Regions from separate parts of the Zea mays genome. Here regions 1 and 2 are each linked to region 3. The links are chromatin contacts, called in public Hi-C maps. All regions are on one chromosome and are shown on one strand. The core of a region is the stretch at or near the end of the contact, and the rest is flanking DNA. Distances in the headings are between cores, read along the strand shown. Region 1 holds the start of LOC100276696. Region 2 holds the start of LOC100272255 (ribosomal protein13). Region 3 holds the start of LOC100272455 (calmodulin).

What was found. Hi-C and Micro-C count contacts between places; a contact is called where the count stands out from the background.
Region 1: a contact with region 3 is called in a Hi-C map of ear, with 2.6 times the contacts expected there. The contact joins the promoter of LOC100276696 here to the promoter of LOC100272455 in region 3. A contact is called at or near these places in 5 of 25 Hi-C or Micro-C datasets (bundle sheath, ear, endosperm and 2 more).
Region 2: a contact with region 3 is called in a Hi-C map of leaf, with 5 times the contacts expected there. The contact joins the promoter of LOC100272255 here to the promoter of LOC100272455 in region 3. A contact is called at or near these places in 2 of 25 Hi-C or Micro-C datasets (leaf and tassel).

Annotation. Positions count from the first base shown.
Region 1 is chr4:39,428,805-39,432,338 of Zm-B73-REFERENCE-NAM-5.0, forward strand. It overlaps LOC100276696, which reads left to right and starts at 1,985. Exons shown (of 7, transcript NM_001150423.1): 1 at 1,985-2,103; 2 at 3,100-3,534. The coding sequence starts at 3,120.
Region 2 is chr4:39,781,792-39,785,359 of Zm-B73-REFERENCE-NAM-5.0, forward strand. It overlaps LOC100272255 (ribosomal protein13), which reads left to right and starts at 1,501. Exons shown (of 5, transcript NM_001374568.1): 1 at 1,501-1,638; 2 at 1,735-1,807; 3 at 1,915-2,053; 4 at 2,292-2,478; 5 at 3,333-3,568. The coding sequence starts at 1,616. The coding sequence ends at 3,366.
Region 3 is chr4:39,605,424-39,608,882 of Zm-B73-REFERENCE-NAM-5.0, forward strand. It overlaps LOC100272455 (calmodulin), which reads left to right and starts at 1,445. Exons shown (of 1, transcript NM_001146929.1): 1 at 1,445-2,270. The coding sequence starts at 1,543. The coding sequence ends at 1,989. It overlaps LOC103653127 (a long non-coding RNA gene), which reads right to left and starts at 884. Exons shown (of 3, transcript XR_002268700.2): 1 at 484-884; 2 at 311-366.

The DNA of each region.
Region 1 (3,534 bases), core at 735-3,234, 180 kb before region 3:
TCGGACATTTATGGGCACTATTGAAATAATGTGTGGGGCATGCGATGGTTCAAGTGGTCTTGTGAGAGACCCATCCCACGTATGTGTTGAATAAACACTATTCCGCTATATAATATATCTGGCAAATGGCATGAATTAAAATATGCAGTTAATAGGATTCTAAAGATCCGTCATGAGATCCTAGGAGGACTCATATATTTGAATTATAAATATGCAACATATAAATCTCATACCGAATAATACATTCCTGATGAATGATCACTCTCCTATGTAGGGAGAATATCTCCTAGTTGAGACTATCGTTCTCAGATGGAACCTATCCAGAAGAAACAAAGTCTGTGTTGAACACCAAAGTTTGATAATCCCTATAAAGGGATAAAGACCCATACAGACCCGAAAAGGAATAAGATGAGGTACCAAAGGACTTGAAGTTCATCGAATAAGCACATGTGCATTCCATGAGTTTTACTCATGGTAATTTCTACTAGATGTGGAATTACGGTATCCTCTAAAGCCCTGATGGCAGAAACTTATAAGGTTTAGGTGTTACTGGCAAAATATCCCCATTGTGCCAGAATGACAGACTATAACGATGTATCTGATCGATGAAAAATCCCTCATGGATTACGATCTTAGATGGACTTTTGTGACACCATCATAGATGTTGCAATGGATGAACGCCTCGAGCGATGTGTCATATTTAGAATATGTACTATTGCAACTATATTATCCCCTAAGTCCTATTGAAGGACATGTTATTGGCTTTGCACAACTATGTATAAATTGTGGTGTAAGATAGAAAATGATAGCACCCCAACCTCATCCATTCTCGTTATTCCAGATGAACAATGAGATATATATCTTGAAGAATATGCTTGAATTATGAGGGATAACGACTTTAACAGATGTCATCGTCAGGGGGAGCGAATGCTTATATTGATCACAACCGTGAGACAATAATTGTCATATTCTATGCCCTGAAGGCGTGAGCTTGATGATCAATATGTGAACCTTTATGGAACTTTCTATCATATATATAGATCTAGTCGATCGAACACCATCAATCAAAGTGGCTTATTTATATTGATACGTGCACTTACCTCGTATATCCTAGAAGTGAGTAGAGGTAAAGTTCCTGAAATAGTCCTTGCAAGGATATGCAATCCGTTTGCTAAATCTTTATGTGCATATACTTCTAGAAGAAGATGTTTTGCCTTATTGATATGGTTTTGCAAGGATCAGGGGGAGCATATTTCTAAAGTTAGCCCTTGTAGAAGATTCGATAGAATCTAGATCCCAAATGATCGAAATCTGTCCCGGTGACAGTTGTTGTACTCTTTTTCCCTTGGTGAGTTTTCTTGAAGTTTCTCACATGAGGTTTTTAACGAGGCAACAAAGTGCAAATGCAATTTGTATCACCATGCACTCTTTCTCCACATTTTTTCCACTGGGTTTTTCGGAGTTTTAACGAGGCATGTGTTGGTCGCGGTATTCGTCCAAGGGGGAGTGTTAAGTAACCCTAGTTAGGGTTATGTGGGCAAATACCGACTTTGCCCCTGATGGGTCTCACATCTCTATATAAGGAACCTGTACACCCCCTCATAATACAGAGATCAGAAAGAGGCCAGAGGCCCAACCATATATCCAGTGTCTCGTGTGTTTCCTCTGTCGTGCTTATGGGAAGGGAGACGGGTTCTCTACATCTTCTTGCGCCTCTACTGCTGGCGGGAGAGAAGGGAGCGGATCTGGTGATCCGTGGTAACGTAGTTCTCAACAGTCGCAACAGTGGAAACCAGAAGAAGAACCGGGCCGCATGGGCTTAGCCGTGAATGTAAGTAACCTGATCCACAAAGTGTGGGCCAATACATGCGGGTCTAGCATAACTGGGGCTCAATGGGCCGGCGCCCACTTCTAGCCTTCTGGAACTCTCCCTTCCGGTTCCTTCATCTCCGCCTCCACGGCTCCACCTCCACCGCTGCTCCACACGGGCACACCTTTGCCTCGCCCAACCGCTGCCTTGCTCGCGTTCGCCATTCCCCAGACCTTGAGAGCTACCGTCTGGTCCGATCGGACGGATCCCTTCGCGCGCCCCAGAGATTTCAGGTCTGTCTCTTTGATTTCCCCGGCCCCGTCTATGCGATTTGCCCCATGATTTCGGTTGCTTGTTCGTGCAAGTCTCGGTGATCTGCGCGACGTTTTTCTGTAGTGAGGGATCGTCCGTTTCGAGTCCGACGTGCCGAGCGACGCTGGGTCCGTCCGCTTCTCTGGCTCTGTGATCATTTCGATTTTGTTTTTTTTCGGGTAGAGAAAACCAACTGCGTACGGCTAGTGCTGTCCTTGCGGAAAGCAGAGGTTTGTCATGGTATCTGCTTGTCGTCTGATGCCCGAGGCACATACTGTGTGATTTCCTATGATGTCTGGGTGATGGCACTGGTAGTAGACTACTAGCGCATGTCGGGGGAATTACTTTATTTATGCGTGGTCGTAGGGTGTCCGAAGGCGATGTTGGATGCGTACGAAGTCATGTGTTCTCTGCTCTGCGTTTCACCGGCACTGGGTTGACGAGGGAGGGATAGTTTCGCCTGTCTAGCTTAGCTGCTGTATGGGCATTTTGGTGGTGGGGAAGAAAGCCTAAGTAATTGATCACTAAACATTGATAAACAGTACCAAAAATTACCGTATAGATAGACAGTGAAAATTACGTTGGGCAGCTTGCTCTTAATTAAGCTCCGCCTCCGGCTGTAGGTCTGCTTCCTCGAAATGGATAGCTGCCACTCTTCCAGCACTGGTTTACTGCAGATATGATATTGTAGAGTTAATGTCATTGCTGCCAATGAGTTTTTGGGCGCCATGTTTCATCCCCTAATTCATGAAGGTTGGTCTTGGGACAAGGAGTATCTGGACTCCAGTTGATTGTGTGATGTTGCAATTTTCAGTTATTAACACTATGGTTTGCTATATATTTACCTATTTGGACCATGCTGCCACTTGTCCATGTGAATTGATGATTTTTGAGCTGGAGCTCAGGCTGGAGTTATGCGACTGTTATCTTACTGTCTACACGACACACGATTGTTTAACACATGTTGCCTGTATTAGGTAAGGTGCTGTAACAGAAGATGCAAGGGGGAAGAGGTGGGAGGCAGGGCTTATTCGGTTTCGGGGACCCTTCTGGTGGTTCCGGTGGCTTTGGACAACCAGGGAGCCTTATGCCTGGTTTTTTTGGTGGCGCAAATCCCTTTGACGACCCTTTCTTCACAAACCCCTTTGGTAGCATGATGCAGACTAGTTTCTCAGCCCCTTTCAGCGGCATGATGCAACCTAGCTTCATGAACCCCTTCGGCAGCATGGTGCAACCTAGCTTGCTTGGACCAAGTATGTTTGCGCCCCATGGCAATCTCAATGGAGGCATGTTTGGAAGCCAGACACATCTCGGTCAAGGTATCAGCAATGGCAGTGGTTTCATTCAGCAGGCCCCTGAACCAAGCAGGCCTAAAGGGCCAATTATCAAGGAGTTATCTTCAGATGATGAGG
Region 2 (3,568 bases), core at 251-2,750, 180 kb after region 3:
GGCGGGAGACACGGTTCCGATTCGCCCGAGATCGACCTTGGCGGGAGATGTAGTCACGGTTCGCTCGAGCGCATCTCCGACTTGTTCGAGCGCAGTCACGACTCGCCCGAGCGCATCTCCGACTCGTCCGAGCGCAGTCATGATTCGCCCGAGCGCGTCTCGGGTGACTGTCCTGTGAGGCCGAGACTGGCCATACTTAGCCAAAATTCTTTACTATATGTTGGCTCGACTTGAGAAGTTCCCTAATACTTAGATGAACATTGTTAGCACCTAAAACAAATGACTAAGTGCTAGAAACATACCTTTATCTTTTTTATTCATAGAGGTTTGCAATATGTCCAATTTCAAGCCCAAAAGTGCTTTCTTATTTTCCTTAATCTTTTGGACTTGATTGTTTCAATTTGCTTTATAAACACTTGTGCTCATGCTCATAAGAGGAGTTTTAGTTCTGAGTAATGTGTTGAGCATTTAATCACCAAAATAATTGGAAATGGCCCACCCTTTCACCATCTCTGTGCCGCACCGACCCCTGCCCGTCGTAGCCTAGGTCTCGGCGCGACTCATCATGTTGCGGGGCCTGTAGGCGGCCATGACACTTAGACCTAGGTCAATAGGTCATGAATGGGCCACAGGCCTAGGAGCCCATAGGTTATGAGTGGGAAGTGGTCCGACTCACCCTCTGTGGCTCGGCGCTAGGCGCAGCTAATGCAGCACATCGGGTTAGTCCTGGTCCGGCATGGAATCCACCCGAGTGGCTTCCTCTAGATCCGCCGACCCCCTTTGTGTCTCTGCCTCGCCCGATCCTTGGCTCGGTGCCATGGGTTTTATACGAGGCGGGTCCTTTTCAGGGTGGACCTTTCCCACGCACTTCTACTGACTAGTGGGCCCCGGGGCCCACGATGATCATTTTCCCGACTGGGTGATAACGAGTGGGGTTTGGGTCGGGTGGACCAAAAACCTGTTTGCAATCATACCTGAGAAGTCTACATGAAACCGCCTGCTATCGCACATGCGGGTGCAATTCCAAACCCGCATATGAACTCATCGTGTTTCGGGTGGTTTTGAGGTCACCCATTTGTTTTTTACTTAGAAACAATAAATTAGCTATAAGTAATTAAGTAACAACAATAAGTGAGTTAAATCTACAAATTTTAAGTCTTCTCATGTTGAGCATGAATAAAACATTTCATTAATTATTAGCCAATTTACTTATTCAAATAACTGCTATTGTATATTATTTTTTTATAAAATAAAGAATAAATTAAATTTTGGGTGTATGTGAGTCATCATGGGTTAACCCCGTAAAACTTTAGGTCGATGCGGTGCAACCACGGGTCAAAATCTTCACCCGTGCACCGGTCGGGTTTCGGATCTATAAGTAAAATTGCTATCTCACGGTCACGGCCTAGAAGGGTAGAAGCGGTTTTTGCCATGATATCTGTCAATAATAGTATTCATAAGGGTCGAGATGAAAATCTCTCAGATAAGTTGAATAGTATCGAAAACCCTAATCCGTCTCCCTCCTATCGCACTCGCGTCTCTTTCCTATTCGCGCCGCCGCCGCTGCTGCAAGCGCCAGCTCGCCGTCGTCCGAATAGTACACTCTAACGCCGCCATGGGGCGTATGCACAGCCGCGGGTAACCCTCCTGTCCTCTTCCTCGTAGCACTGGTGGTATTGCTTCTAGTGTGGTGAATCTGTGTGCTGATGGCGGCTGCGTGGCTCCGTGACGCAGGAAGGGTATCTCGTCGTCGGCGCTGCCGTACAAGAGGACGCCTCCTACCTGGCTGAAGACCGCCGCCTCCGACGTGAGAGCCTTCTCCTCTCCTTCGACTCCATTCCATTCGGCCGTCGTCTGGTTCGTTATTGTTGGGAATGCGGATTTGGTTCGTTGACGTGTGTTGTCGCCTGGTAGGTGGAGGAGATGATCACAAAGGCAGCGAAGAAGGGACAGATGCCGTCGCAGATCGGCGTCCTGCTCCGTGACCAGCACGGTATCCCCCTTGTCAAGAGTGTCACCGGCAGCAAAATCCTCCGCATCCTCAAGGCCCATGGTGAGAATTACATTTACATCCCTATCGCTCGATTCACATGTTGCCAGTGGCGGAGCCTGATGTACATGGAGTGTGAGGCTAGCAAATCTAAAGCTTCATCAGGAAAATATACCAAGATACTGAAGCATCCTTTATAGAATTGCAAAACTAGGAGGGGCCATGGCCCTAATGAAGCTCCACCTCGGCTTGTTGGCATTTTGTGATTTGTACTGTATTCATGTTTCATGTGCTCGTGTAGGGCTGGCACCCGAAATCCCGGAGGACCTGTACTTCCTCATCAAGAAGGCGGTGGCGATAAGGAAGCACCTTGAGAGGAACAGGAAGGACAAAGACTCTAAATTCAGGCTCATTCTTGTCGAGAGCAGGATCCACCGCCTTGCCCGCTACTACAAGCGCACAAAGAAGCTTCCACCCACGTGGAAGTAGTAAGTCACTCAAACCCATGCATTGTAGTTTGTTCTTGTTTGTACTAGCATGACTACTGAAGTAAGTGGCATTAGCTTGGTTAACTTGTTAATTGTTGATCTGCTGTGTCTGGTGATCTCTACAGAGGAGATGTGTAGTATTGTAGTAATTTTTTAATGTCAGTGTATTGTTGATTGTATTCAGATGCTACTGATTGTTTGCTACCTAATCATGTAATCACTACAATTCCGTGTGTGAAGCTTGATATTATAAGGCTGGTTAAAATTATAGATGATTTGAGCCATGGTCTTTTGGTGCTGGAAGTAATTGTGAAGCTGCTAGAATTAGGTAGTGTTTGATAAAGAACACTCTTATATGAAATGCATCTGTGAGCTATATTTTGCACGGTATTGTTCCATATAGCTAGCTGTAGTATGTCCATCTTGGTGCAATTTCATAGAGTGCATAAGATGTATCCCCAGCTCCATGAGTTTGTGGACTTGCTATGTTGATGATGTTTCGGTATGCCCATATTCCATTTTGGACTAAAAGTAGAGGCTTCAATCACTTAGTTTCGCCTGCATACTCCATATCCGATGCACAGCTGGAATATGGAGGCTTGCCATGCAGGGTATTACTAGTGTGCAGTGTGTTTGTTGCCTTTGGCACGCAATAGCAATGTTATGAAAATCTGGCCCGTGTGACCAAATGAGCTGCCATCAGCATTAAGTTGTATTAATACACTGCATGGGTTAATCCCTGCATAGTTCTTGACTTCTTGTGTTATGTTGTGTGCGCCTGCGTTTCTGTCAAGTGGCTTGCTATTTTGATGCTTTTACTTGTAATGTAGCTGACAACTCTTGCTCTACTGCAGCGAGTCAACCACTGCAAGCACTCTGGTGGCCTAAGCGAGGAGCTCAGCGTACGGCGCTTGAAGCCGAGGGCATTGTTGGAAATCATTTTTATGTACCGTTTTAAGAGTTTGGAGTGAACTAGAGATGGTGAATGTCCCTCCTCTGGAGGATGCCATGGACCCTTTTTGTTTACATAGAACTGCCCTGCTGTTAAACTTTTGCTACTTGGCGAAGGCAGTTGATTGCTTGCCTCCAT
Region 3 (3,459 bases), core at 195-2,694:
TTGCCAGGAAAATATACAATTTAGCTACTGCACTTTTTTCATTTTGTTAAGCTGCTAAGAATTTTTTGTATTACGCTTGGAATATTGGAGGAAGATTTGCTTTGTATAGAAAGAACAAACTGGAATGTCATAACTCATAAGAATAAATCTACATCAACTAAAATTTTATTGCAAATGCTTTTCATGAAGAATATCGGCATGCATTGATGTGTGCAACTGCAAAACATATGCAAGATATTGAAGCTCATAAGGATTCTAGTCAACGCAATTAATAAAATAATATTGTACTTCCGAAATAAAGAATACTCACCAGATTGTCTTTTCTTAAGTGATTTACGATACCTTTCAATAGTCTCATAAAGATTTCTACAGAAAGACTCAGCAAACATAAGCATATCAGAAATATGGAAAATCGAGATGAAGCAAGTAGACTAAGTGGAAAAATAGTTAACTGATTTTATGACATGGTGGCGAAGGCCCTACACTTGATTCATCCGTTCGGCGCTTGCACGCAAGCCTCGGGTCACCGGCAAGGAGGGCTGCAAGCCACGCCCAAATCACAGTCAGGCCACATGGAGAGAGGGAGGTGTCTCGGGTCGCTAGGGGCGCTCGCCCGTGAGCCCTAGGTCGGGGGGTGCCCCAACAGCGGGAGGGGGGGCGTTTGAGAAAGAGGGGATGGTCTCCTCGCATTGGTTCACGTGGATGGGAGGGGGATGGATCTCTAGCGTGCCATGGCAGGAAAGTGCAGGGAGCATAGGGCTCCTGGCCAAGAACAACACCCTGTCGGCAGCGTTTAGATGAAATGGATGGATGGGGGAATGGCGGGCGACAGCGTTTATCAGAGAGGGGAGGGGTGGAGCACCTGCTGGAAGCTTCACAATACATGACGGTGCGGTAGAAGGTGGAAGTGTCCAGAGGCGATGAAAACGACGGACGCACGAGAGAGCACGCGACGAATGTGAGCATCCACGAATGAATGACTACGGACATTTCCAACGATGTGGATAGGTTAGGAAGCCACGTTTTCTACCAGCTTTTATATATAGGAAATGACAGTGCTGCCCTATCTCCTCGGTGGTCACCTGGACGGGCGTGCTTCCCAACCTCCCAGACCTACCTCCCCGACGTCATACTCTCAGTTAACGTGGAGTTCACAGCTAAGCAGCTAAAAACTTACACCTTTCAATGGTATATATCTGAAGTAAATTCTTTTAATGATATATATCTCAAATTTGGTTCTTTTGAGGGCATGAATCCAATTTTCTCTAGTTTTAAAAATTTTACTTTTTAAAAAAAAATGTAAAAATGAAAAGGCTCGCCTTTCGTGGGCCTCGTCCAGCACCTCCCAAGTCCACCACGAGCCCACCCAGACGAGACAAGACGGGACAAGGTGTGTGGTGTGTTCTGTTCCCGACACCCGCCCACACCGGCGACCACCAGACCACCCAAATCAGTTGCCCTTGCCCACACGGCCACACGCCTCTCCTCTCCTTTTCTCCTTCCCCCTTCAGGCTCCCCGATCCGACGACCCCAGCGGCGGCGATGGGCGGCAAGGACCTGACAGAGGAGCAGATCGCCTCGATGCGGGAGGCCTTCACGCTGTTCGACACGGACGGGGACGGCCGCATCGCTCCCACGGAGCTGGGCGTCCTCATGCGCTCCCTCGGCGGGAACCCAACCCAGGCGCAGCTCCGGGACATCGCCGCGCAGGAGAAGCTCACGGCGCCCTTCGACTTCCCGCGCTTCCTCGGCCTCATGCGCGCCCACCTCAGGCCCGAGCCCTTCGACCGCCCGCTCCGCGACGCCTTCCGCGTCCTCGACAAGGACGGCTCCGGCACCGTCGCCGTCGCCGACCTCCGCCACGTCCTCACCTCCATCGGAGAGAAGCTCGAGGTGCACGAGTTCGACGAGTGGATCCGCGAGGTCGACGTCGCGCCCGACGGCACCATCCGCTACGACGACTTCATCCGCCGCATCGTCGCCAAATGATCCCGTCCCCTCCGAGTCTCCATTCCGCCGATCCACCCTCGCGCGCTCTTCGTCTGTAATAACTTCGTCTTCCATCCCCGTGATTTCATTTTGTTTCCCTTCTATGGCTGGCTCATTTGAATTCAATCTGGCCTCCTCTTCGTTCCGAGACTGTTCGGATAAAACGGATAATGGTTGCTGTGTGATTATCAACCAATCAACGATTAATTATTAGTAGATCTGGCTGATGGTGCTTTTGCTTAGCTACCTGTAATGTAAAGTGTGGGTCTGCCTCCTTTGTCACTGATTTTGGCTTGCCTGGTAACGAATCTCTGCTATGATCTGCACTGGCTTATGTATTCATGCTGATCTAGTGCTACTTTTGTTTGGGTCATAGGTTGTATTGGAATCTGGAAATTTCATTGGCCTGCTTTAGGATTTCTAATGTTTGTTGCCTACCCGTGTTGTGTTGATTGCCAGTCTTCCCATTTCAATTTCATGCAATGGGATTGTCCAAAAACTTGCTCGCTTGTGAAGATAGCGATTTTGGACCTGTGGTTTAGTCAATCGACTAGTCCAATTGTCCAGCAGTCTCATTGGATTGGATTATTCCTTGTTGCTCCACATTTACTTCCTTCTCTTGGTCCATGTCACTGCTACTTGTAATTTGATTCATAAAAGAGCCAGCAATAGTGATTTGCTTCTTTTCAGAGCATGTTGCTGATAAGCAGCTGCTTCCATATACATGAATTGGCCAATGGCCGCCATCACACGTTTCAGTTTTGCTGAAAAGTTTTTTTTGTGTGTGTGTCAACTGTTAGGGTTACCACCTTTCCATGAACTAGTGTCTCATAGGCATATATTCCTCCATTATCAATCAAATATTAACTAATCGTGACTTCATGCAGTTTTAGTTTTTATCTAAGCTCAATTCACATTCTCCATGCTTGTATTGAAACACTTTTTTGGTAAAAGCTATATAGGAGTTTTTTTTTTAAAAAAAAAAAACTTCATAATTTTATACATGGTCACATGGAGAATGCAGTCACATGGAGAATGCAGCATTCTGATAATAAGATTTTGGCCACATGCTGCATTGTTGTTGTTCCGTCTCTAAGCATGTATAGTGATTTTCTGGATGGTAGTTCTCTTTGAGTATCTCTAAGAGCTCTCCAGAAAATTACTCCTAAAAATTAGTTTTAAGGGACATCTAAAAATAATGCAACTAAAGCAAATGCTATAAACGCTAGCCGCAATGACAAACGCTAGAGCAAATGCTATAATCATGCAGTTACTTCAGTGGCGTACCGTAAATACTACTCTCTCGGTTCATAAATAATTAGTTATTATTTATTTTTTTATAGCTTGTGTTTGACTTAAATTTTTATAATTTTTTAATAAATATTTTGAATAAGACGAGTGGTCAAAATTTTCGAAAAAAAAACAACGGTGTTATATCTTTGTGAACGGAGGTAGTACTGCAGAACTAGA